Linked DNA regions of Mus musculus: region 2 is linked to region 1. The links are chromatin contacts, called in public HiChIP or PLAC-seq maps. All regions are on one chromosome and are shown on one strand. The core of a region is the stretch at or near the end of the contact, and the rest is flanking DNA. Distances in the headings are between cores, read along the strand shown. Region 1 holds the start of Ctnnbl1 (catenin, beta like 1). Region 2 has its middle 17 kb from the start of Gm34402.

Region 1 (7,725 bases), core at 2,632-5,131:
GGGTTATATAGTGAGACTCTGTGGGGTCCAGGGAATTCCTCCTGGACTAGAGATGTAGCTCGCTTGGTAGAGTGCTTGCCTAGCGTTCATGAAGCCCCGGCTCTGTCCAAAGCATACCATAAGCCAGATGTGGTGGTGAACACCTGCAATCCCAGCATTTGAAAGGTGGAACAGGAGAGTCAGAAATTCAGGGTCACCCTTGGCTACAAAGTGAGTTTAAGGACAGCCTGTTCTACATAAGATCCTGACTAGAAAAGAAAGTTAGTTCCTGGTAAGGCTGTTATATGGATTTAGTGAAGAGGCAGATAAATAACTAATTATTTTGTGTAAGATTATCACTGTCTTCAAAGAACTTTCACTTATAACTAATTATTTTGTGTAAGATTATCACTGTCTTCAAAGAACTTTCACTTCTATAGGCTCATCTCATCCTCAAGATTTCCCACAGGAGGCCATGTCTGACTGATTATAGAGTAGACTCTATAGATTTAGACTACAGATTCTAGATTAGACTACCACCTTTTCAGATAGGAATGGAAGTAGACCCTGCTGAAAGGAACAGAGCTGTAATTCCAAGACCAAGATTCTGGAGACATGTCAGTCACTGCCTTGGCCTGTCAGTCACAGCCCTAGCTTGAAACCTTAGCTGGGTCTGTCTATCAGATCTGAGTTCTTAGTAAGTTACAAACAGTTAGGTTGAATGAAGACATCTGTATCACCTCTATAAATGCAAAGGCTTTTAAGGAAGTCCTACATCGTCTGTAGTCTGCCAACATTTCCAGCTCCATCCCCTTCTGGTGTCCTGCTCACTCACCAAGTTCGGGCTACACGGCTCTTCTCTCTACTCATCTAATGGGCCTAGGCCTGCACTCACAGTCGCTGCTCCTGCCTTCACTATTCTGCCCTGTCATATGCTGGCTCCTCAACCTTCAGAGCACTAATGCTGGCTCATCAGACTCCTTCCCTGATCACTCAGTCTACAGAGACCCTAAAAGGAGCTATTTACAATGGCGCTGGCCTACAGAAATGCAGTGGAAGTCACAAACTTTACATAGAAGATTAAACTTGGAAGTAGGCACAAAATTTAAGTTTAATAATCTATTATCCTTAATCCAGTATATCAAATGTAATCCATATTTAAAAATTAAGACATTTCATCTTTCCACAATAAGGCTGTGAGATGCAGGGTGCACTTTACACATAAGAAAGAACTTGATGCAGATGGGCCCCCCTTTTGACGTGCACTAGCCATGTGCACAACAGCCACCACGTATGCTCACATGTCCGCGGCGGACCCTGCTGCACTCCCTCACAACACGTCCAGCCATCTGAAGTTCTTGTTTACTTCCTTAGTTATTCTCTGGTGACTCCCCCACCATATTTGCCTTTTCACACAAAAGCAAGAGCCTTGTCTCATTTCTTTCCACATCATATGCTCAGTGGACCAAGTGCATTGCACACAGTAGATGGTCAATAAATATCTGTAACCAAAGAATGGGCCCCTTCTGGTAGTGTTGCTCCACATCTGAAACAATGGACTGGACTAGCCAGCCCAGAACTCCCAGACGAGCACTCATCGGTGACCTTCCCACCATCTTTCTTGTTTCATCACCAATTACATATCTTAAAGAGAAAACTATTATGGCCTCGCATCTGTTATCTGTTGCTTATGTATTCTTTCCCTTTTTTTCTTTTAATGTATTCTTTCTCATCAGGCCTGGAGTCTCCATCTACGGGGTCAGTGTTGTATATATTGGCTAAAGGAAATAACTACCAATATTAGTATTTATGGGCTGTTTTAACTGCAACAAACATTGGCCTAACACTGCTTTTTTTTTCTCTTTTCTTTTTTCTTTTCTTTTGGTTTGGTTTGGTTTCTGAACACGATTTCTCTGTGAGACCCTGGCTGTCCTGGAACTCACTCTGTAGACGAGGCTGGCCTCAAACTCAGAAATCCGCCTGCCTCTGCCTCCTCCCAAATGCTGGGACTAAAGGTGTGAATCACCAACCACCAGACATAGCTAGGCTTTTTGTTGTTCTTTCATTTTGGTTTGCTTTTATTTTTTGGTTTTTCAAGACAGAGTCTCTCTGTGTAGCCTTGGCTGTCCTCTGTAGACCAGGCTGGCCTCGGACTCAATGAGATACACCTGCCTCTGCCTCCCAAGTGCTGGGATTAAAGGCGCCAGCTTCTTAACAGACTCTTACCAGAAGAAGAACTTTCTTCACAACCGACCATAAGGTCGGTACCATGAGGTATCTGTTCAAGATTACAACAACTAGTTAGTAAGGCAAAAGGCATGGAAGGCAACCTGGGGCTCCAAATCCAGGCCTTTTATTTTATTTTATTGTAGTGGTGGTGGGGTGTCTCAGTATGTACCCCTGGCTGGCCTGGAACTCAGTGACCCACTGGCCGCTGCCTCCCTCCCAACTTTCAGGCACTGAGATTCAAGGCAGCCATGGCTAACAGCTCAGGTTCACAGGTTCTTACCGCCTACTCTGGCCTGCAGAGATATCACTTTTTTGTTGTTGTTGGTTTTGGGGGTTTTTTGAGTTTTTTTTTTTTTTTTTTTTTAGAGACAGGGTTTCTCTGTATAGCCCTAGCTGTCCTGGAACTCACTCTGTAGACCAGGCTGGCCTCAAACTCAGAAATCCATCTGCCTCTGCCTCCCAAGTGCTGGGATTAAAGGCACGAGCCACCACGCCCGGCCTAGAGCTATCACTTTTAAACTCAAGTTCACAGGTTCTCACTGCCTACTCTTGACTGCAAAGCTATCACTTTTAAAACATCACACCTTGAACAAAATGCAAGTGGATAAGGTTGGCTTACCCACTTTTTATTTCATCCATCACCCAAAGTCTGCTCCATCATATTATGGCCTCATACATATTCAATCAATATGATCAAGGATCTGTGATCAATATAAAAATACTACCTTTTTCATACTAAGTCTTTAAAATGAAGTGTGATTTACAATTACAGTACTTCCTAATTCAGAATAATTACAGTTTATGGGTCCCAACGCCTATTGCAGCTAATGAAAACAAAGATGGACACAAGAAGCCTCGTTAGGCAGTCAAAAGAGGGACAAAACTCTGAGTTGGGAGTCTGGACACTTGAGCTTTGTAACTGTTGAGTGACCTCAAGAGAGTCCTTTCTTCTCTCTGGGTCACCCGTTCCTCACAAGCACCCTGAGCAAGGAGGTCGAGAGGTCTCTTACCGACCCATTCCAAGCTCCGTCTTCCAAACAGCTTAACAATAGCAGGGAACGTGGGCACAGGTTTCTGCACTTTCAAATGACCTTTCACATACATCCATCCACTTTATAGATTTTAAAAGAAGAATTGAGACTCCGTGACGGGAGAAAGACTTCTCCAAAGCTACACTGACACTTGGTAAAGAAACTGAGGCTCAACACCGGGGGGGGGGGGGGGGCGGGGGTCTTCACAACTGTCTCCCCAAGCCCTGTGAATTGGTAGAAACGAGACGGAAGAGGAGCTGAGGGCTACCGGGTGGGGAACAGAAATCACAAGGCTCAGGTCTGGAGAAGGAAGGGGTCGAAAGGGTCCAGAGGGCTTAGGGGAGTGAAGTGCAATGACAGGATGCAAGCCCGGGTGACATGAGAAGTGAGGGCCAGGGACCGAGGGGAGGCAAGATGACGGGACTCTGTCCCTGCTACCCGAGCGAGGATGAGGAGCCCTCCGGCCTCGCCAACTGCTCTTACCTGGTAGCTTAAAAGTTCGCCCACGTCCATGGTTCCGGACCCAATCAGCACAGGGTACCCTGGTTGCCTCCACTCAACTCCCGAACCACGGGCCGCTCAGAGGCTTTTCCTGACACACTGCCGTAAAGCGCCAGGCCCCAGAACCAATAGAGTAAAAGAGCGCGTGGCCGGTGAGCCCGCCACACTGCCGTAAAAGGACGCGCTGCCGTAAAGCGCGCCGCGTTTTGACAATTCTGCTTCCGCCTGTAACCTGAAGGGGCGGGGAAAGGGGCGGATACTTAGGGGATGAACCTAAAAGCGAGGCCGTTATCCAAGAGTAGAGCAGAGTGCTTGGCATTTCGTGGGTAACCTTAAAGAGCTTCCAGAGACTGGCACTTTTGTTCTTTCATTCTCATTTCACAGATAATTGAAGTTGGCCTGTTGGTGGTGTTGAATGCCTTTAATCCCAGCACTGGGGAAGCAGAGGCAGGCAGAGCTCCGCAGGCATATGTTTTGAGTTCGAGGACAGCCTCGTCTACAGAAACGAGTTCCAGGACAGCTAGGGCTACAGGGAGAGAAGAGGGAGGGAAAGAGGGAGAGGAAGGAGCTGAGGTTTGAAATTATGCGCCCCATAGTTAGTCACATGTGGCTCTGGGGCACTTGAAGTGTGCCTAGTCCTAATAAAGATGTTAAGTGTTAATCAAATGCACAGTGGATTTTTCGTACTTGAACTGGTTCCTTTTTTTTTTTTCACTTACTGGGTAAAGGAAGATATATTATGAAATGAATTTGACTTTCCTCTCATTTGTTAAGCGTACTTAGTAGATATACTGAAATTGTATATGTGGATTTCATTTTGGGGTTCCCATTATGCTTCCCCTGGGCTTACAAAATGGCTTCCGGCCATAGGTGGCTGAGAAACCATTGATATCATGTTTGTTTTTTTCCCCCAGGCTTCTTTGTATTCACTAACACAAGACCCAGTGGCAACTGGAAGATCTCCTGTCTACCCAAGCTGTATTAAAGGGTCTGGGGGTCTGGAGACATGGCTCAGCGCTTAGAACCATTTACTGCTCTCTAGACGTCTACTTCCGTTCCCAGCACCCATGCTGGACAGCTCACAATTGCCTGTAACTCCAGTTCTGGGGGATCTGGTGCTCTCTTCTGGTCTCTGTGCAGACCCACAAGCACACGCATACACACATTTATATATATATAAAGGTTGGTTCCTGGGGAAGGAATTTGCCCATTATTGAGAGATAGTCAAGGCGTTCCTCTTCTGGGATTACAACAGACACCATCCAGAAACCCCATTCAACTACCTCCAACTACACATAAGAAAATTGTTATTCCTCAAACTGCCACAACCTCTCCTCATTATTCTCTCTGTTAGCACTTCCTCTACTGTTCACAGACTCAATCTGTCATTTTGTACTTGATGGTTGACATTTTATGTTTTGACAGCCTCATTAATTGGACTCCAAACTCTCTAAAAGTTGGGATTGAGTTTGTCAACCTCACCCTCGAATCTTCAAAGCCCAGAACAACGCATGACAGAGAAGGTTTCACCGTGGGCTTTGTGAGTGTTGTTAAGGAGAGTGGATTTTATGTTATCTACTTTGGGAAGTTGTTGAGATCGTCAAAACAGGGATGCTTTCTGATTGGGTTTTTGTTTTTAAAGAGTAGCCAATGTAAACTGCTTTTTACAGAGTTCATTTGCATGTCCTTCCCCTCCCTTTCAATTAAGTGTAGATTGTGACCTCCAGAGAGGCAGGACAGAATAAAGGTAACCATGAACAGAACTATTTTCTAGTTTGTGCCTTGCCTCAGTCAGCTTCAATAGGCAGATTTGCAAAAGCCCAGTCTGGAGGTTTGAATAAAAATGGCCCCCATGGGCCCATAGGGAGTGGCACTATTAGGAGGTGTGGCCTTGTTAGAGGAGGTGTGGCTTTGTTGGAAAGGTGTGTCACTAGGGAGTAGGTTTTGAGGTTTCAGAAGCTCAAGCCTGGCTATTGTATCACTGTCTCTCCCTGCTAGCTACAGATCGAGATATAGAACTCTCAGCTCCTTCTCCAGCACCATGTCTGTCTGCACAATGCCATGTTTCCCACCATAACCATAATGGACTAAACCTCTGAACTGTAAGCCAGCCCCAAAGAAACCTTTGTATAAGAGTTGCCATGGTCATAGTATCTCTTCACAACAATAAAACCCTGACTAAGGTAGGTGCCAGGGACTGGGGTATTGCTGTGATAAGCCTGACCATGCTTTGGTTTGGAGGAGTGCAGACTTTGGGATTTTGGATTAGAAAAGCAGTTGAATGCTTTAAGTGGGGCTTAATGGGCCATCTTAGTAGGAACATGGAAGATAGTGGTACCTGGAGTGATTTGAACCTATGGGGACCTGCCTCAAGAGGTTTCAATGGAGAAGAATGTTAGTGTGTGGCCTAGAGACTGTTCAAGGAGAAATGGGACAGCAAGAAGTAGAGTGGAGCTAAATCCTCTATTCAAGGAGATAATTTTTTTTTAATCTTGATGTTAAATGGAATGAAGGGAGCAGTGGCTTCATAGCAAGATCCCACCCAGCTAAGCTGCCAATTTATGAAAATGAGTTAAAGAAAAGGTCAGGGCCAGGTGTGATGGTGCACCCCTTTAATCCTAGCACTCCAGAAGCAGGGGCATACGGATCTCTCAGTAGGAGGCACATGCTTCTGGAGATTCCGCTGTCTCCAGCTCCCATCTCAGCACAAAGCCTTGGGATTACAGGTGCGCGCTATCATGCCTGGCTTTACACGGGTTTAGGGTTTCAAACTGAGGTCTTCAGGCTTTCAAGGCAAGTGCTTCACACGGGGAGTGATCTCCCCAGCTCCAGCATGGAGCTCTGGGAACATATACTGTAGTTAGGGAGAAAAATCTTAAACAAAAAATATTGTCCAGGGTTAAAATCCCAGGTGTGTACATCATGCCCAGCAGGCGTCAATAGACACTCGCTGACTAACGGCCCTTGACCGCACCAGCCTGGGAATCTCAGGCCAGTGCTTGTGGAGGCCCAAACTGTCTGCAGGTGTGCACCTGTTCTGTCCCTGCTCTGTTAGTGCTCTCCAGGGAGCCTCTGCACGGGTTCTTTATTGCCACCTGCTAAAGCACTTGAAAGGGAGCCTGGCCCCTGTCACTGTCATTATTGCTCTTCCCAGGGCACTATTCCCAGCTACCCCAATAACTGCAGGCCCCCAGAGGGGCTGTGGCATCTGCTTGGATTCTCACAAAAGCAATGTCATACTGCACCTTGCAGAAACGTGGGGTACAGGCTGTCATCCTCTGGGATGTACCAGTTTGGGCTCCGAGGCACTTCCACTTGACTCCCTGTCTTAGTCAGGGTTTTACTGCTGTGAACAGACACCATGACCAAGGCAATTCTTAGAAAGAACAACATTGAATTGGGGCTGGCTTACAGGTTCAGAGGTTCAGTCCATTATCATCAAGGTGGAAGCATGGCAGCTTCCAGGCAGGCATGGTGCAGGCAGAGCTGAGAGGCTCTTCATCTGAAGGCTTCTAGGAGAAGAGTGACTTCCAGGCATCCAGGGCAAGGGTATTAAAGCCCATACCCACAGTGACATACCTGCTCCAAGGAGACCACACAAACTTCAACAAGGCCACACCTCCTAGTAGTGCCACTTACTGAGCCAAGCATATACAAACCATCACATTCCACTCCCTGGCCCCTATAGGCTTGTTCAAACACATACATCTATGGGGGCCATAGCTAGCCATAGCATAATAAAAATGTACACTTAGTCCAACATAGTCTATACCAGTCTTAACAATGTTAAAAGTCCAAAGCCCCTTCCGAGATCCATCCAAAGTTTTTTCTCCTGAGCTGATGCCACTCCCTGTTAGCAGCTTTCCCTGGCAGGTATCCTGTGGTTCTGGCATCTTTAACATCGTAAGGTCAACTCCAGCTTCACAGCTTCTTGTTCCAGTGTCTTTGGTCCACACATGATCTGGGCTCCTCCAAAGGGCTGGCA
Region 2 (7,725 bases), core at 2,609-5,108, 240 kb before region 1:
ATGTTATACTTGATCTGAAAAACTAATTAGTGTGCCTCTTATTATATTCAAACAACTTTAATGTTGAGCCTGCCCATCTGACTGGGGGTAGCCCTTGTTAGCATGGGTGTCACACAGTGGGTCTTCCCCCACTTCCAGCTTGCTGAGGCGGGAGGAAGCTTCTCCTTCCTTTCCGAATGCAGCAGCACCAATCCACGACAGGCAGACGGAGTGATGCCAAGCCTGCAGAGAGGCAGGGTCAGGAGAGCAAGCGAGGTCATCCTTGGCTATGCTGAGATTTGAGGCCAGCCTGAGATCCATAAGCCCCTATCTCAAAAACAGGAAAAGGGCTGGTGAGATGGCCCATCTGTTAAAGGCTCTTGCCACACAAGCCTGTCAATTCAAATTCTATCCCAGATCCCATGTAAGGGTAGAAGGAGAAAATAGAACACGCAGGCACAGGCATGCACTAATACACTCACACAACAATAAACGGAAGGATAAGAGTAAGAAATTAATGCCAGGCAGTGGTGGTGCACACCTTTAATCACAGTACTTGGAGACAGAACAGGCAGACCTCTGAGTTGGAAGCCAGCTGGTCTACAGATGGACTTCTAGGACAGCCAGAGCTATACAGAGAAACCCTGTCTCAAAAAAGAAAGAAATGAAGGATTGGGTAGACAGTTGAGTTAATAAAATGCTTGCCTTCTAAGCATAAGGAACCAAATCCAATCCCCAGGACCCACATAGAAAAGCCAGGTATGATGGCACTGTGTAATTGGGAGACGGGCCAGCTAGCTTTGCCTACTTGGTAAGTTTCACCCGGCCTGCCTCAAGGTAGAGGCTGCAATGGAGGCTCACTAGTCTCTTACAGAAGACCTACATGGTAGCTCACAATCACTGCTAACTCTAGTTCCAGGGTACTCCATGTCTTTTGGCCCCCAAAGGGTTCACAGTGCACATACATACATGTGCACATACATACATACATACATACTCATACACATAATTTTTTATTATATTTATAAAAAGGTGGATGGCAGATTTAAAATCTGGAGCTAGGGATGGCTCAGTGATTAAGAATCCTGGCTGTTCTTCCAGAGGATCCAGGTTCAATTCCCAGCACCCACGTGGCAGTGCACAACTGTCTGTAGCTCAGTTCCAGGGGATCTGACACCCTCACACAGACATATATGCAGACAGAATAGCAATGCCCATTAAACAAACAAACAAACAAATAAACAGGGCTGGAGAGATGGTTCAGCGGTTAAGAGCACTGACTGCTCTTCCAAAGGTCCTGAGTTCAATTCCCAGCAACCACCTGGGTGGCTCACAACCATCTGTAATGAGATCTGACGCCCTCTTCTGGGGTATCGGAAGACAGCTACAGTGTACTTAGATACAATAATAAATAAATCTTTAAATGAATGAATGAATGAATGAATGAATGATGGGTGGCTCCTGAGGGGAAACACTGGAAGATGAGTTCTGGCCCCTACATGTGCACCAACACACATGAAGAAAAATGAAACAAAAAAGTCTTGAGTGTATCTGAGCTACTGTAGGCAGTAAATGGTTCTGTTGAGCAGGGAAACATGGAACTTGACCGAGAGCATCCTCTGAAGGTGGCTGGAGATGCCATATTGTGGAAAGACTATCAGAGCTGGGGGAATCCTGCCGCTGCCTCTGAGTGACTATGAGCTTGGAATGGTCATTCATACTTCTGAGCCTCATTTCCCATCACTCACATGCAGTTTCTGCCTCAGCCTCTTCCAATAGCTGTGTGAGGAGGAATCCATTCTGTAAACTAGTATCAATCGCAGTGGCTGGGCTTCCACCAGGGTTTCCTGCTTTCTAGCCTGCTGCCCATGGCTACTGCACAGTCCTCTAGGACAGCACTTCCTGAGACACACCCTGGTGAGCCCTCAGCGTGACCCACCTTTGAGCTGAAGGGAACAGCAGGTTGGGGCTAGACAAAGACTAATGCAAGAATGCAAACACCAGGACTTCAGTGGGACCTGTAGGAAGGAGACATGCAATAGCCTGAGTGTGTTAAACTGGGAAAGGGCTAGCCTGGGAAGGCTGCTGCTGGCTGGTTTCCTTCCATTCTGCAGAGAAGAGTTCCAGGAAGGTGAAGGCTGGGGAAAGCAGAGTGTCCCAGCCAGGGCCTGGGAAATGCCGTGACTTCTCAGAAGGGGATGAAGGCTGTGCTTGCAGGCAGAGGCAGCCCTGCCTGTGTCTACACGCATGCTGCCTGCTGTGGGAGTGCTAAGAGCCTCAAGCTAGCATGAGCCCCAAGAGGCCAGAACACTCCATAGTCCTCCTCTAGCCTTTGGCTCCTGTCCTGTTTCCCTGGTGTGGCCTTTGTTTTCAGGTAGCCTCTACCACTGTCATACCTGAAAGTAGCCATCAGCCTTCTGAGTGCTGGGATTAAAGGCATGTGCTACCACTGCCCAGCCTGATACACACACACACACACACACACACAGATTCTATATAACCTCCCTAAAAGTCCTGGAAATTGCTCTGTAGAGCAGGCTGGCCTCAAACTCACAGAGCTCTTCCTGCCTCTACCTCCCAAGCGTTCGGAGGCCTAATATACATACATACATACATACATACATACATACATACATACATACACACACACACACACACATATATATATATATACATATATATATATATATTGTTTTTTCGAGACAGGGTTTCTCTGTGTAGCCCTGGCTATCCTGGAACTCACTGTGTAGACCAGGCTGGCCTCAAACTCAGAAATCCGCCTGCCTCTGCCTCTGCCTCTGCCTCTGCCTCTGCCTCTGCCTCTGCCTCCCGAGTGCTAGGATTAAAGACATGTGCCGCCGGGCGTGGTGGCGCACGCCTTTAATCCCAGCACTCGGGAGGCAGAGGCAGGCGGATTTCTGAGTTCGAGGCCAGCCTGGTCTACAAAGTGAGTGCCAGGACAGCCAGGGCTACACAGAGAAACCCTGTCTTGAAAAACCAAAAAAAAAAAAAAAAAAAAGACATGTGCCACCACTGCCCCGCAATAATTTAAATACCCTTTTATAATGTTAATTTGTGCTGGGCAGTGGAGGCAGAGGCAGGCGAATCTCTTGAGAACTCAGCCTGCTCTCCAGAGTGAGTTCCAGGAGAGCCGGGGGCTACTACGCAGAGAAACCCTCTCTCTAACCACCCCCCACCAAAACTTTTAAATTTATTTGTGTGTATGTGCATGTGTGTTCATTGTGGGTGCATGTGTGTGTGGGAGGAAGGCACATGCATGCAGGTGTACATGTAAATGCACACATGTATGCTGGGGGCAGGGGCGGAGGTCAACCATGGTGTCCTTCCTTAGGAGCAGCTCAACCTGGGTTTCTCAAACAAGGTCCCCCACTTGGCCTGGAACTCACCTAGTGAGCACAGCTGGCTGGACAGTGAGCACCGCTGGCTAGACGGTGAGCCCCAGGGATCTACCTGTCTCCACCTCCCCAGCTCTGGGACAGCAAGCTGTGCCACCACACCTGGCTTCCCTGACAGTGCTGGGCATTGAACTCGTCCTTACAAGGCAAACATTTTACCAACTAGCCTCTTGTTCCAGCCCCGTTACATCCTTGTAGAGAATATGAACATCATTTTAGATCAAAGGTCTCATAAAAATAAGCAAATGGGTTGGGTTTTTTTTTTCCTTACAACCATAATTGGACAAGCCCTGATCTACATCTTCACAGACAGGCTGGAGCACAAGTTCGGGTCAGTTCACCCTACCATATGGAGAAGGAATTAAGGTGGTGTCGTTTCCCTTAAAGCAAGAGCTGTGTTTAGTTGCCTGCAGACACCGAGATGGGGAGGAGGAAATGACAGCCATTTATCACCTTGCATTTACAGCCTGTCACAGAGACAACCTGCTGGAAGGGGGGCTGGGAAGGGGTTGGTGGCAAAGCTGAGGCCACAGCTACGGGGAGCTTTGAATGCCAAGCCTAGGGTCCAGCCTTGAGGGATCCGCCCCATCATCTTGGAAAATGCTGGGAAACCTGGATGTGTGGAGAGCATCTTAGGAATATTCATCTCCTGGCAGCACACGGAAGAAACGGGAAGGGAGAGAGGCCAGCAATGAGACTTGCGTTTCTGAAAGTCCCAGGACGAGAGCAGGCACCTCTTCCATCAGCCCCGAACTGTTTGACGTGCGGTGGTTCATGAGCGACTTGAGGCACATAAATATGTGCTTTAAAGTTTAAAAGTACGGAGTGAGATGAATGGGGCCTCTGATGAGGCCTCCTCGGGCTCCATCCGAGCAGCTTGGAGGAGCCCAGGAAATGATTTTCCAGAGCTCCAGCTGTGCAGAACAATGCAGGAGCCCCTCTCCCTTTGTGTGGCTCACCCCAGTCCTCCCCATCCGCTTGATTGCAAGCCGAGCGCCCGGATTGCCTTTCCTCCAGAGTGAGGAACAGAGGCCAAATTTCAGAAAATAATTCTGAGTGATGGGGGACTCTTGCGAAGCACTGATTGCTTTATAAATGGCACTCCCCCCCCATACCCCCACACCACCACCGCTGACTTTGGGAGGCAGCGGCTTTTCAAATCATGCCTGAAAAGCAGCCTGATTTCCCACAGGAATCATCTCTGACATTAGGAGCTCGGCTACCTTTTCCTACAGTTTTACCCAGAGCCAAAGCCTGTCTGCAGAGCCCAAAGAGGAAGTGGGCCCTCCTCACTTCAAAGCATTCAACACCTACCATTTGTGGAAATGCGCCCCCCACCCCCACCCCCAAGCAGCCATGGCCGGACACCAAGGGCTGCTTGCTCCTGCTGCAGGAAAGAGTTAAAAGGCACCAATGAATGAACCGGCGCCTGCACCACCCCCTTCTGGCTCCAGTCCTTAGGTAATTTGCCATTCTTCCCGCACAGCAGCGCTAGGTCTCGCCCTTCTCTCAGTCAGTACCCTCACGTCTTCAGTTTCCTCCTACACGGGCTTCAGAAGTAAAGAAAGCACCTTCAGAATCTAAGGCTGTTTCTAAGGGAAAAGATGGGAGGTGGGGGGCAAGAAGAGCGAAGGGAATAGAGAGAAGAGCCACAAGTTTCTTCCGGAAATATAAAATCCATCACATCTCCCGCTGAGCTGGCCTGTGTGCAGTAGTGGGGAGACCTGAGAGTGCCCCACCTCCCATTGGTCCATCTTCTCACACAGAGACCTCACCCAGGGTTCTCATTCTACCACAGAGCACCAGAGATAGGAACCAAGCTGGTACCAGCCATCAGTGACCTTTGGTGTTCCTTCCATCTTCATGAGCCTGTTGTCCCATCTGCTCTGTGAAAAAGGGTTTGGATCAGTTTCTGAGCATTGTCCCTCCTCGTGTGTGTGTGTGTGTGTGTGTGTGTGTGTGTGTGTGGTGAACCTCTTTTTTTTAAGGTTTATTTATTATGTGTAAGTACACTGTAGCTGTCTTCAGACACCCCAGAAGAGATTCAGTTATCATTACAGATGGTTGTGAGCCACCATGTGGTTGCTGGGATTTGAACTCAGGGCCTCTGGAAGAGCAGTCGGTGCTCTTAACCACTGAGCCATCTCTCCAGCCCGTCCCTCCTCTTAAAACATCTGATTTGAGACAGTGTTGACAGTATGGAAGACGGGTTTGTAACTGGCACAAGTTCCTTGGAGGTTGGCTGGGCAGTATACACAACACATGAAGGGGTGCACAGACCGTTCACCATGGCAGGGTCCTTTTTAGGGATTCTACAAAGCTCACTGGCTGACTTGAACCTACCTGACTGTGGAGAGTTGGGATGTTGCTGCTCTAGACCCGAGTTATCTTGGGCTATTTTTAGTCCCTTAATAGCTATTCTTTGCCTACTCTGTGTCTGAGCTGATATCTTCCTGCCTATTTGATCAGTCCTTTCAGAGACCCTTAGCTTCCAGCAGCACAAGGGCTAAACGCATCATCAAAGACTGAGGCCTCCAGTAAAGGTTTCCCCGCTTGGCCATTACTTTCCTGTACAGCACTGAAGCACTCAGAAAGCTTACCACATTGGAACACAACATAGTGAGCTCCCAGGCCATGAGCACTCATATTTGGCTCCAGAATCAACCTTTTTTTTTTTAAATCTCCTCTGAGGTGTGTTTGTGTGTTGACTTTCCTTATTTACAAAACCACCCACATATCAGATGCCCAGTGTGTTGAAGCAAAAGACAGGAAGCAACATGATCATGGAATCAAACCATCCGGGGCAGATGAGACACTCCACATCCCTGCCCAACACAGAAATTCTACCACGCACTTGTGCCAATGCTACTGTACATTATTTCCTAAAACAAACAGAGAGAGAGGGCTGGGGCGTCAGCAGTTAAGAGTGCTTACTGCTCCTGTAGGGGACCTGGGTTCAGTTCCCAGGACCCACATGAAAGCTCAGACTGTGCACTTCTTTAGAACAGTGCTAGGCAACATGTTTAAACACAAATGGTAGAGGTGTATTTTAGATTTGTTTTCAATAACGTGTACGTGCGTGCGTGTGTGCATACATGTGTATGTGTGTGTGTTTGGGTACACTTGAGTGTTGGCGACACACACATACATTGCATCCTCTGGATCCTCTGGAGCTAAGGTGCAGGCAGTTGTGAGCCACACAGTCTAGTGGCTGCTGGCATTGAACCTTGATTTTCTTTTTTTTTTCCTTTTTTTTTTTTTTTTTTTTTTTTTTTTGGTTTTTCGAGACAGAATTTCTCTGTATAGCCCTGGCTGTCCTGGAACTCACTTTGTAGACCAGGCTGGCCTCGAACTCAGAAATCTGCCTGCCTCTGTCTCCGGAGTGCTGGGATTAAAGGCGTGCACCACCATGCCCGGCTTGAGCCCTGATTTTCTGACACATGTTTTTTTAATTGCTGGGCCACCCTCCCGCCCCTGAGAACTCTTGAGTTGTAAGCATATGTACCCTTTGATTTAGCAATTCTGTTATTTGGAATTTTCTTCTAGGGTTAGAGAGATGGCTCGGCGGTTAAGAACACTGGTTGTTCTTCCAGAGGACCCAGGTTCAAATCCCAGCTTCCACATGGCAGCTCACAACTGTATGTAACTTCAAGATTTGACACTCTCACACAGACATACATGCAGAATGACTGCTTTTTCTAGAATTTTCTTTTATGTTTTTTAGATTCATTTTGTGGGTTCTTCCTGCATCTGTATGAGCTTTTCGGGCATGTGTGGCGCTCACAGAAGTCAGGAGAAGGCTTTGGATAACCTGGGACTGGAATTACAGACAGTTGTGAGCTATGGTGTGGGTGCTGGGAATTGAACCCAAGTCCTCTGAAAGAGCAAAAATTGCTCTTAACTACGGAGCTAGCTCTCCAGCCCTCAGAATTTTCCTACCCCATTTCCAGGGGCGATGAGGGGCATATAGATTGGAACATGTTTGCATTAATAAAAGATTTACAGTAACCTAAAAAGTCGAGCCAAAATCACTGGCTAATGAGTGCCTTGGGAATGTGTGTGGAGAGTATCAAGGCCTCCCAGAGACAGCTCCTGTATAGCTCTGAAATATAATATTGAAGAACATGGCTGCTGTTCACAGTAGGGGAGATCCTGGCTTAAGGGGACTTTCTTAGAAGATTCCCAAGTGCAGCCTCTAAAGAGCAGAACAGGGTGGCTGATAAGATGTCTTCAAAAAGTGTTCTTAGCTGGGCATGGTGGCATACTCCTTTAATCTCAGGCAGAGGCAAGCAGATCTCTGTGAATTTGAGGCCAGCCTGGTCTACAAAGT

The links. HiChIP or PLAC-seq counts read pairs in DNA pulled down with a chosen protein or histone mark.
Region 2: an H3K4me3 HiChIP or PLAC-seq map of embryonic basal ganglia shows a contact between it and region 1, with 3 times the contacts expected there. The contact joins the enhancer-like site here to the promoter of Ctnnbl1 in region 1. A contact is called at or near these places in 8 of 39 promoter capture datasets (cranial neural crest, embryonic stem cells, hippocampal neurons and 3 more), 1 of 15 datasets of contacts at CTCF or cohesin (pro-B cells), 17 of 484 Hi-C or Micro-C datasets (the G1E-ER4 cell line, embryonic stem cells and trophoblast stem cells), 7 of 115 datasets of contacts at active chromatin or transcription factors (differentiating embryonic stem cells, embryonic basal ganglia, embryonic hindbrain and 1 more) and 1 of 9 other capture datasets (embryonic stem cells).

The regions. Positions count from the first base shown.
Region 1 is chr2:157,733,557-157,741,281 of GRCm38.p6, reverse strand. It overlaps Ctnnbl1 (catenin, beta like 1), which reads right to left and starts at 3,881. Exons shown (of 16, transcript NM_025680.4): 1 at 3,723-3,881. The coding sequence starts at 3,752.
Region 2 is chr2:157,971,939-157,979,663 of GRCm38.p6, reverse strand. No RefSeq gene overlaps it. Among named protein-coding and RNA genes, the nearest start is that of Gm34402, 17 kb to the left of the region's middle. Within about 2 kb of position 3,858, at least 31 of the 459 cell types and tissues checked have an H3K27ac peak or open chromatin away from gene starts, as enhancers often do. A contact at or near this core is called in differentiating embryonic stem cells and embryonic basal ganglia, where this site is marked.